Regions from separate parts of the Anas platyrhynchos genome. Here all the other regions are linked to region 1. The links are chromatin contacts, called in public Hi-C maps. All regions are on one chromosome and are shown on one strand. Each heading gives the region's core, a stretch centred on a gene start, on an enhancer-like site or on the middle of the called end of the contact. The rest is flanking DNA. Distances are from core to core; before and after follow the strand shown.

Region 1 (2,700 bases), core at 1-2,500:
CTTTTCAGTTTATTAAAACATATTTTAGAGAGAGGATGCTGTATAAGTTCTCTTATATAAAGATCTACCAGTTACTTAGGAAGAGCCTTAATTCTAGATACAGGGAAAACCTGAGCTTGTGGGATGTCGAGTTGGACAGTCGGTATTATAAAAAGCAGTCTAGTTTCTTCATAGCTGAGACTCAGCATTAATTTTCAGCTTTTTCCAGAGGCATGTGTTCAAATCGCGATGTTTTCAAGTAGGGAAAATGATCAGTAAAGAGCTGTTTTGTTGGGTAATGGAGCACCAAAGCTTTTTTTTTGGTTAAATTCCCTCGGAGTGATTTCTGATTTCAAACTATTGCCTCCTGGAGAAACCAAATCTCAGAGAGTCCAGACACTGCACGCTGTGTGTGCTTTGGTACTGGATGTAATTCCAGCGTGTGATTTTGTGATTGTTTTTATTTTTCACCCCGTTGCATAACCCCCCTGGACGTTTGGTAACGGCACCAACAGCCTCCCCCTGGCGGCCGCCGCCAGCACACCCCACCCCACGGGGCTCTATAGGTAAGCCTGAGTCATTATTTACATGGGAATAGCTCATTTATTTTTGTATTTATTTATTTTTGCTTGCTTGACCAACTAAACGCCAGGACTGCTGTAGAGCCTACATTAAACTGCGACAACGGCTCCAGTGCGTGATTTAAAGCACTTTTATGTGACCGGGGTGGCGTTGAGATCAGCGCACTGAGTTAATTTTCTGGGGAAATCCCGAATTTACGAAATTTTGGCCATCTCCACGGGTTGTGCTAAATATGATAATTTATTTCCGAGCTGCGCACGGACGTGTCACGCCGGGCCGCAGGAGGCCATCGCCAGCCCGTTTGGTGTGTTAACCGAGCGGGCTGTGCGGTGTTGGTGATGCCGCTGTAGGCGCGGGGGAGCTGTGGGGAGCTGTGAGGCGCTGAGGCAGCGGGGGGCGGCGGGGCCGGCCGCCATCTCGGGGCCGGGCGCGGTACACGTGTCCCTCAGCGCCTTGTTTACTATCGGCCGGGCGCCGCGCGGGGCACGCTGGGGGCTGTCGTTCTTCACCTGCACAACTTGGCTGGCGGCTGCCGCGGCCGAGACTACAGCTCCCAGAATGCCTCGTAGCGAGCCGAGGATGGGATTAGCCAATCGCGGCGCTGTCTGCGCGTGATTGACGCGCGGCGCGGTGCAATCAGCTGTGCAGGATAGTCAAAACATGTCCGCCCTCCGGGCGGGTTTCTGATGGGCAGGCCGCTCAGCCAATAGGAACCGGGGACACGTTGAGCAACGCCGCCTCCAACCAATCAACGACCGAGCCTGGTCAGCACGGGGCGGGACTGCGCGGCGAGGACTCGGCGGGGGGGGAAGCTGAGGGGAATTCGGTAATGGCGACGGGTCTGGTAAGTGCCGCCAACTGCGGGGCTGCGGCTGCGGGCGGCCGGCGGGGCTCGGAGGGGGGCGGCCGGGGCTTGGCGGGCTGCGGGGGGGTGGCGGCGGCCGTGGGCGGCGCTGAGGAGCCTGCGGAGCCCTCATCGAGGCAGCCGCGGGCGGGTGGCCCGCTGTTGTTTACCCCGCTCCGTACCCCGGCCGCCCGGCGGCGTCGGGACGGTTCGGCGGCGCCGGGCTGAGCCCCGAGCGGCGCCTCCAGAGCGCCGGCTGCCCCTCAGGGCGGTCCAGCGGCAGCGCCAGGCTGGAAAATGCCCTCGAAGCCCCTTCCCCGGCCCCTTTTCCCCTTCCTCAGGGGCCGGCGGCTCGGCACGGGCTGACGGAGGGAGCGCGGGCGGCTCCTCGGCAGGGGGGAGGCGGCTGCGGGGGGAGAGGAGCGGAGGGGAGAGGGGGAAAAAGGGGGGAGAGGGGAGAAAGGAGGGGGGGGGCTGCCCCCCCCGGGCTGTTACGCAGTTGTGAATGAATGGGGCCTTGCGCGCATGCGCGCTGCCGGCGGGGAGTTTATAAACAAGGGCAGCGGCCAGGCGGGGTCACGTGGTGTGTGCTTGGGGGGGTGCGGGGAGGCTCGGCTGGGCTCGGCAAAGTTCGGAAGGGATCGGAAAGGTTCGGCCGGGCTCGGCTCGGCAACGCTCAGCGGAGGTCGGAAGGGCTCGGCTGGGCTCGGGAATGCTCGGCAAGGTTCGGCTGGGCTCGGCTCGGTGTCGCTCGGGAAAGTCCGGCCGGACTCGGCTCTCCTCACGAAGCCGTCCCGCCCAGCCCCCCCCCCCCCCGGCTCCCCTTTTAACGGGAATTATTTTACCCTTGGCCCTTCCGAAATGGAAGTAGCTCCCCGTAGCCAATAGGATCTTTCTTAATATTCCCGTATTTTCTTCCTAACGTCAGGAAGGGACTCGTTTTACAGCGCGGGTGCCCGTTATCGAACCCGTTGGGCTGTGAGGGAAGGTTGCCGCCAGCGGTCTCAGCGCTGCCTGGCGCCCCCACCCAGCACATTTCACAACAGCCTCGCGAAAACTGAACCAAAAAAAGGCCGTGCGAGCTAATCCATGACCGTTCCCTTGACGTTTCAAAACACCGAAATGCCAAGGCCCAGGCAGGAAGCACACGCTGTTCAAAACAGCCTTTAATTGGGCAGAAAAAGTGCTCAACTCCGCTTTTCTTCCTTTGAATTCGTTTCCTTGGGTTTTTTTGGCTGTTACATATGGATGGCTTTGGTTTAGAAAAGTCCTCGAGCCACGGAAGCCTGAGTAAT
Region 2 (2,700 bases), core at 42-2,541, 150 kb before region 1:
ATAATTGATTAAGCTACTGAATCCTGAAATGACAAAGATTTTCAGTTTTTCTGTAACACCTTACAAAATATTTTACCTCCTTTTCTCAAATAGTGTCTAGAAAATAATTTATTCTTTCATTGCAAATAGTATTATGTTGATTTATAGCTATTTAAAAATATTTTATACAATTCTGGCTGAAGTGACACATGAAACATGTCATTTGCTCAGGCTGTAAATTATTCCCTCTGTATTTGCCTTTTGACAAATGAAGGTCTTTTTTATTCATCTGCTCAAATCTCCATATGTTTGTGCATCCCCAAATAAAGTCCATGGATTTTAACAGGATTAGTAGCCAAACTGGCTGTATTTCTGTTCCTGCAGTGATCCATCTGGGGACCCAGCCAACAACAACAAAAAAGAGGCTTCCTATTTGATAAGGTTTTCTAATCTATTTTAAAGCATTCAGTAATACACGTGCTGTGCAAAGCTGAACTTCTCTGACCAATATTACCAACTGTATCAGACAAAAACAAGCACAAAGTCAGTGAATCTTCACCACGTTTCCCCTGTGCTGCAGGCACATCATGTGAAGGTTGTTAAAGGCTTTCATTTTGCTTCCACCTTTGTAAAAAGGGAACTTGAAGCCGTACATAGTTACACTTTCATTTAGCCACTGCTCAGTGTAACACATTAATTTTGAAACTCCGTGTTTATACTATCGTTTCTGAATTACTTTCTGCTTCAGGCTGGTATTACAACTCTTAGCATTGTCATGCAGATGATTTTTTAAGTCAAAAGAACTCCACTGTTATAATGACAATTATCCAAACTTTTACAATAGCATCTGTATGAGGAATACACAGGAACACACCAGTTACTCTCTTCTGATATTTTTCGCTCTATGGAGGTTAACACAGAGCACATAGAGCATTCAGATTCCCTTTTATAGTCTGTGTGGAAACCTATGATCTTGTCAAGCACTCCCTGAAGACGTCACCTTCTGTCAGCACGTCGTTCAGGGCAAGCATGTGGGCTCCTTGCCACACGGGGGTTCACCTCTGAATCTCATTGCAAGATCAAGGTCAGAAAAGGTCTGGGTACAATCACTGAGATAACTTTGTTACCCGTTTCAAAACAGAGGTGAGGAGATACAAATACTCAGCTCCTTCCAGAGCGGAGCAGGCAGCAGCCCAGGGAGTGAATGGGTTGTAGCGGGGTGCTGTTTGTTTGGGTTGGAAGCAGAGGGTTTGTTATGCCTGTGCTACAATTTGAGTCTTGGCTCTGGAAGGCGGATGAATTAATGCTCCTGCTGCGGGCAGCCTTGGCAGGGCCGTAGCGGGAGGACTGCGGTGTCCAGCTCAGAGCAGCGCCTTCCAAAACCCATGCGGCCCCTTTGGCAGGAGCCCAGGGGCAGGCTACGGGAATCACCAGGGGGCTGAGGAACACGACCAAAAGGCAGAGAGGCAGGGCTGCGGGGCCTGGAGATGCCAGGCCAGCAGGACAGCAAGAATCCAGCGCCTTCAAACCAAAAGTAGATGGAAGAAAAAAAATAGGGTTAGGAGAAGTAAGAGGCTAATCCTGCACAAGTAGACATCTCATCAGCCAGCATGAAAGCCCTTCCAGAGGAGAAGGCCACGGAGCCCTGGAGCAGCCCACCATCAGCAGGGCTGTTCGGGGACAGCCCGGGCAGGTCCCGGTAAGGACCAAGCTGGTCCTCGGCTCGCTGGGACGGGACGGGACGGGACGGGACGGGACGGGGACCCCGCAGCGCCCGGGGCTGAAGCTGAGGCTGAAGCTGAGGAGGCCGGGGCCGGGCCGAGCGGGGCGGGGAGGCCCCAGCGCCGGTTCCCTCTCCGTGTGATTGGCGGCGGCTGCGGAGCTGCCTCCCGCCGGCCATGGAGCCTCCCGCCCGGCCCCCGGCCCGCTCCGCTCCCCGCTGAGACCGAGGCACCTGCGCGGAGCCGGGCCGCGGCCCCGCCGCTGCGGTGAGTAGCTGCGGCCCGGGGGGCGCCGCTGGACCCTACCCCGGGCCGGCCCAAGCCCTGCCCTGCCGAGCCTCGCAGGGCACCGGCGGGGGCTCGGTGCTCCGCGGCCCGGCCCTGCCCGGCCCCTGGAGGTGGCAGCGCTGGGGTTTGGAGGCGCCCCCCCCTTCCCCGGGGCGCACGGCGGTGGCCGCCATCTCAGGGCGGGGGACGCGCTCCGCACGGGGCTGGGGGGAAGGCTGGAGGCAGGGGGTGCTGCAAGCGGCTGGAGCAGGCTGTGCCCGCCGGGATTCGGATCCTGAGTCAGCTCTGCTGCTCCTCAGGAAATATCCGTATTGCCTCGTCTCGCAAGTTAGGGTTTCTCGTGCCCGCCTGGCTCGTGTAGACCGTACAATCTGCCCTGACCCCCCCAAAAATGGCTGCAGGCGTCGCTTAGGGCGTTGTGGAGTTGGATTTCAGTGTAAAAAATATCGGTAAAGATCGGTATTTGGGAAAAGGAGCGCAACTTTAAAGGATAGGCTGTATCCTAACAGTCACTGCAGGAGCCATAGCTGCGCTCTGTGTGTTTCCAGGCTCTGTGAAGCGCTGCTCTAAAGGTAGATCACCTGTCACGTACACAGCCAGAACTCTGCCAAACGCCCTGCCCAAAATTTTTGGAACCAGCTGGAAGGTTTTGTTTGATTTGGGGTATCTATCCCAAAGAGACACCTTTAGAAGAAACCAAAGTATGCAGAGG
Region 3 (2,869 bases), core at 123-2,622, 170 kb before region 1:
TACAAGCATGAAAGAAAAGTTCCTTTGGAAAATAACTTCTTGGGTGGACTTCTGGACCAGTGAGGTAGCCCGAAGGGGGAGAAGTGGAAGCGGAACTTGGTCCCCACGCGCGGAGCCTGCAAGAGGCCGGAGCCCCGCAGGCTGCCCCCGGTACCGGGGGGGGGGGGGGGGGGGGGAAGAGGAAAGGGGGTCGTGGTGGGGGTCCCGGCGCCCCGTCCCGAGTCCGAGCGAGCCGTAAAGTGCAGCAGAAGGACATGATCCAGACGAAAGCAATGTAAACAGGTGACTGATATCGGTCTCTTTGTCCGCGGCGGGGCAGAGCCGGGCGGCGGCCGCGGCCTCACGACGGCGCCACGGGCAGGCGGCGCACCCGCACCACGGGGGCCAGGTCCACGCCGAGGATCCGCTGCGCCCGCCGCAGCGCCGCCGCCAGGCTCCGCCGGCTCCACACGCTGCCCCGCACCCGGATGGTGGGGAAGGAGGTGAGGCGGGGGGTGGCCGCCTGCCAGATCTCCTCCAGCGACCGGCCGCCGAACGGCTCCCAAGCCGGCCCCTGCGCCGGGGCGCCCCGCTCGCTGTCCTCCTCCTCCTCCTCCTCCTTCTCCTCCTTCTCGCCCGGCACCGCCGCCGCTTGGCGCTGCCACCCCCGTCCCCTCCTGCGTCGCCGCCGCCTCCGCCGCCGCTTGGCGCTGCCCCCCGCGGCCACGGCCCGGCGCTTGGCGGCGGCGGCTGCCGGGAGGCGCCGCTTGCCGGGGCGGCGGCGGGGCCGCTCGGAGGAGGGCGGCGGCGGGTCGGGGACGACGGCGCGGCAGGAGGCGTAGCCGTAGACGTCCTTGCTGCGGAGGATGACCGGGGAGAACTCGTGCTTGAGGCTGCAGAGGAAGTTCCAGAGCTCCGAGTCGGAGCTCATGAACTCGGTGGACTTGGGCATGAAGAGCTTCAGGGCGTCGCTCAGCGCCTTGGTGCCGGCGAAGGAGACCTGCGACCGCGAGTACACAACTTTCTCCGCCTCCCCTTGCAGCCCCCAAGCGGCCGCCGCCGCTCCGCCACCATCGGCTGCTGCCGCCGCTGCCGCTGCTGCCCCCGCCGCCGCCTCCACCGCCACCTCCTCCCGGGCCCCCTCCGCGGCGCTCCCCGCTTCGTGGTTCATCCTCCCGGCTCCTCTCTCCAGCGCCGCCTGCTTCCGACTGCGGGTCATGGAGGCGGAGGGGCGAGGAAAAAAAAAAAAAAAAGAGGGGGGGGGGAGCGCGAAGGAGGCGCGGGGAGGCGAAGAGAGGACGGGCGCCGCTCCGCCAGCCGGGCGCCCGCCGCTCCTCCGCCACCGCCCGCCCGCCGGCTGGGAGCGCCGATCGATCGCGGCCGCCCGGCACAAAATGGCGCTTTAAAGTCCCAGGCGGGGACTGCGCCGCGGCCCGCCCTCCCTCCGCGCCCGGCGGTTGGCCCGTTTGAAACGCGTGGCGGCGGCCCCAAACACCGCCCTCAGCCCGCTGCGAGCGGCCCTCGGGGGGCTCCGGGTGCTCCTCGATGAGGGGAGCGAGGTGGAGACCCCTCGGAGTGCTGAGGGGGGCTTCGTCCCCGAGGGCAGGACTCGCCCCCGCGGTGGTGGAGGGCTCCCGGGGCAGGGCGTGCCCTGAGGGGCAGCGCCGGGGCGCGGGCGGGTCCCTCATGTCGCCATGTGCTGCCATGTGCCCGGCTGGCGGCATCTTGCTTGCCTCAGGGGACAGCTCCCGGCAGCTTGGTGCTCGGAGGTTGTGTCACCCTGGTCGCCATCGGCCAGCGGTGGTGGCGGGGTCTGGCGGGCCTCACACGACCTCCATGCCGTAAGGGCGAGGCGCTGCACACAAGGGGTAGAGGCTTCGAAGGGTGGGCTTGCCCCAGAGCTTGAGCAAAGGCTGAGTCAAACAACAGCGTGGAATAGAATCCCATAGTTGAGTTGAAAAGGCCCTACGATGATCACCAAGTCCACCTGCATGACCACTTCTGGGCTAAACAATAAATAAAGTAACTAAAGTTTCTAAAGTAACTAAACCAAATAAAGTGTATTGTTGGGGGCATTATCCAGCCGCCTTTTGGGCAATGACAGGCACAGGACATCAACCACCTCTTCAGGATGCCTGTTGCACTCTACAACCACACTTAAAGAACATCTTCCCAACATCCAGCCTGACCCAAAATGGGTGACCAGGCATGATACGATGAAGTCCGCCATGCAATGTTTGAGTACAACCATCCTGATCCTGCAGAAGGGCTTTTTAACGTCAACACATTGGTCAGTAACTCAACAACAGCATCAAGACATTGAAATGTTCACAGCGTCATTGGGATTGGCTTCATATCCCAGCAAAGCAGTCCTGTAAGGAAGTCCCAAACAAATTAGTCTTTGCATTAGTTGAGCCCTTTATGAGCATCATCAGCTCAATGAGTACACACTGCCTTCTTGTCCTGCATGACACTGCCATGCTTGCAGCTTTATAGGACAACTTCGTCAGCTGCCATAAGTCCCCTTGTCCCTCTAGACCACGCTTTCCGATAATTCGGAGATTGCTGTCACAGGAAGAGTATCTTCTCAGGTTCTTGGATTGTTTCAGTTAAATCAAAGCTTTCCAGCACCCAGAACAGCAAAGTGTCAGCAAGACCTGAGATGGTTTAACCTTCCCTACAAACCCTACTTGGGGTTTGATTAGACTCCTAACTAATTACTTTCTCTAAGCGTCAGTACGGGCTGAGGAATAACATTATTTTTCTTCATATGCAGTCTTTGTTCTGTAATTAATCTTTCAGTTTAGAATAGGGAAATCTTTTATTCTCAACTCATCAAGAACCTAAATTGGAATGTCTAGGAAGCTTCTCAAATAAGAGGCAGAAATTA

What was found. Hi-C and Micro-C count contacts between places; a contact is called where the count stands out from the background.
Region 2: a contact with region 1 is called in a Hi-C map of subcutaneous adipose tissue, with 4 times the contacts expected there. The contact joins the promoter of PIK3CG here to the promoter of HBP1 in region 1. A contact is called at or near these places in 5 of 8 Hi-C or Micro-C datasets (F5 follicle, liver, skeletal muscle and 1 more).
Region 3: a contact with region 1 is called in a Hi-C map of subcutaneous adipose tissue, with 2.8 times the contacts expected there. The contact joins the promoter of CCDC71L here to the promoter of HBP1 in region 1. A contact is called at or near these places in 2 of 8 Hi-C or Micro-C datasets (skeletal muscle and subcutaneous adipose tissue).

What each region holds. Positions count from the first base shown.
Region 1 is chr1:14,915,932-14,918,631 of IASCAAS_PekinDuck_T2T, forward strand. It overlaps HBP1 (HMG-box transcription factor 1), which reads left to right and starts at 1,251. Exons shown (of 11, transcript XM_027459130.3): 1 at 1,251-1,405. The coding sequence starts at 1,391.
Region 2 is chr1:14,765,841-14,768,540 of IASCAAS_PekinDuck_T2T, forward strand. PIK3CG (phosphatidylinositol-4,5-bisphosphate 3-kinase catalytic subunit gamma) reads left to right here and starts at 1,292. Exons shown (of 11, transcript XM_072032638.1): 1 at 1,292-1,678.
Region 3 is chr1:14,741,532-14,744,400 of IASCAAS_PekinDuck_T2T, forward strand. It overlaps CCDC71L (coiled-coil domain containing 71 like), which reads right to left and starts at 1,373. Exons shown (of 1, transcript XM_027459190.3): 1 at 1-1,373. The coding sequence starts at 1,198. The coding sequence ends at 341.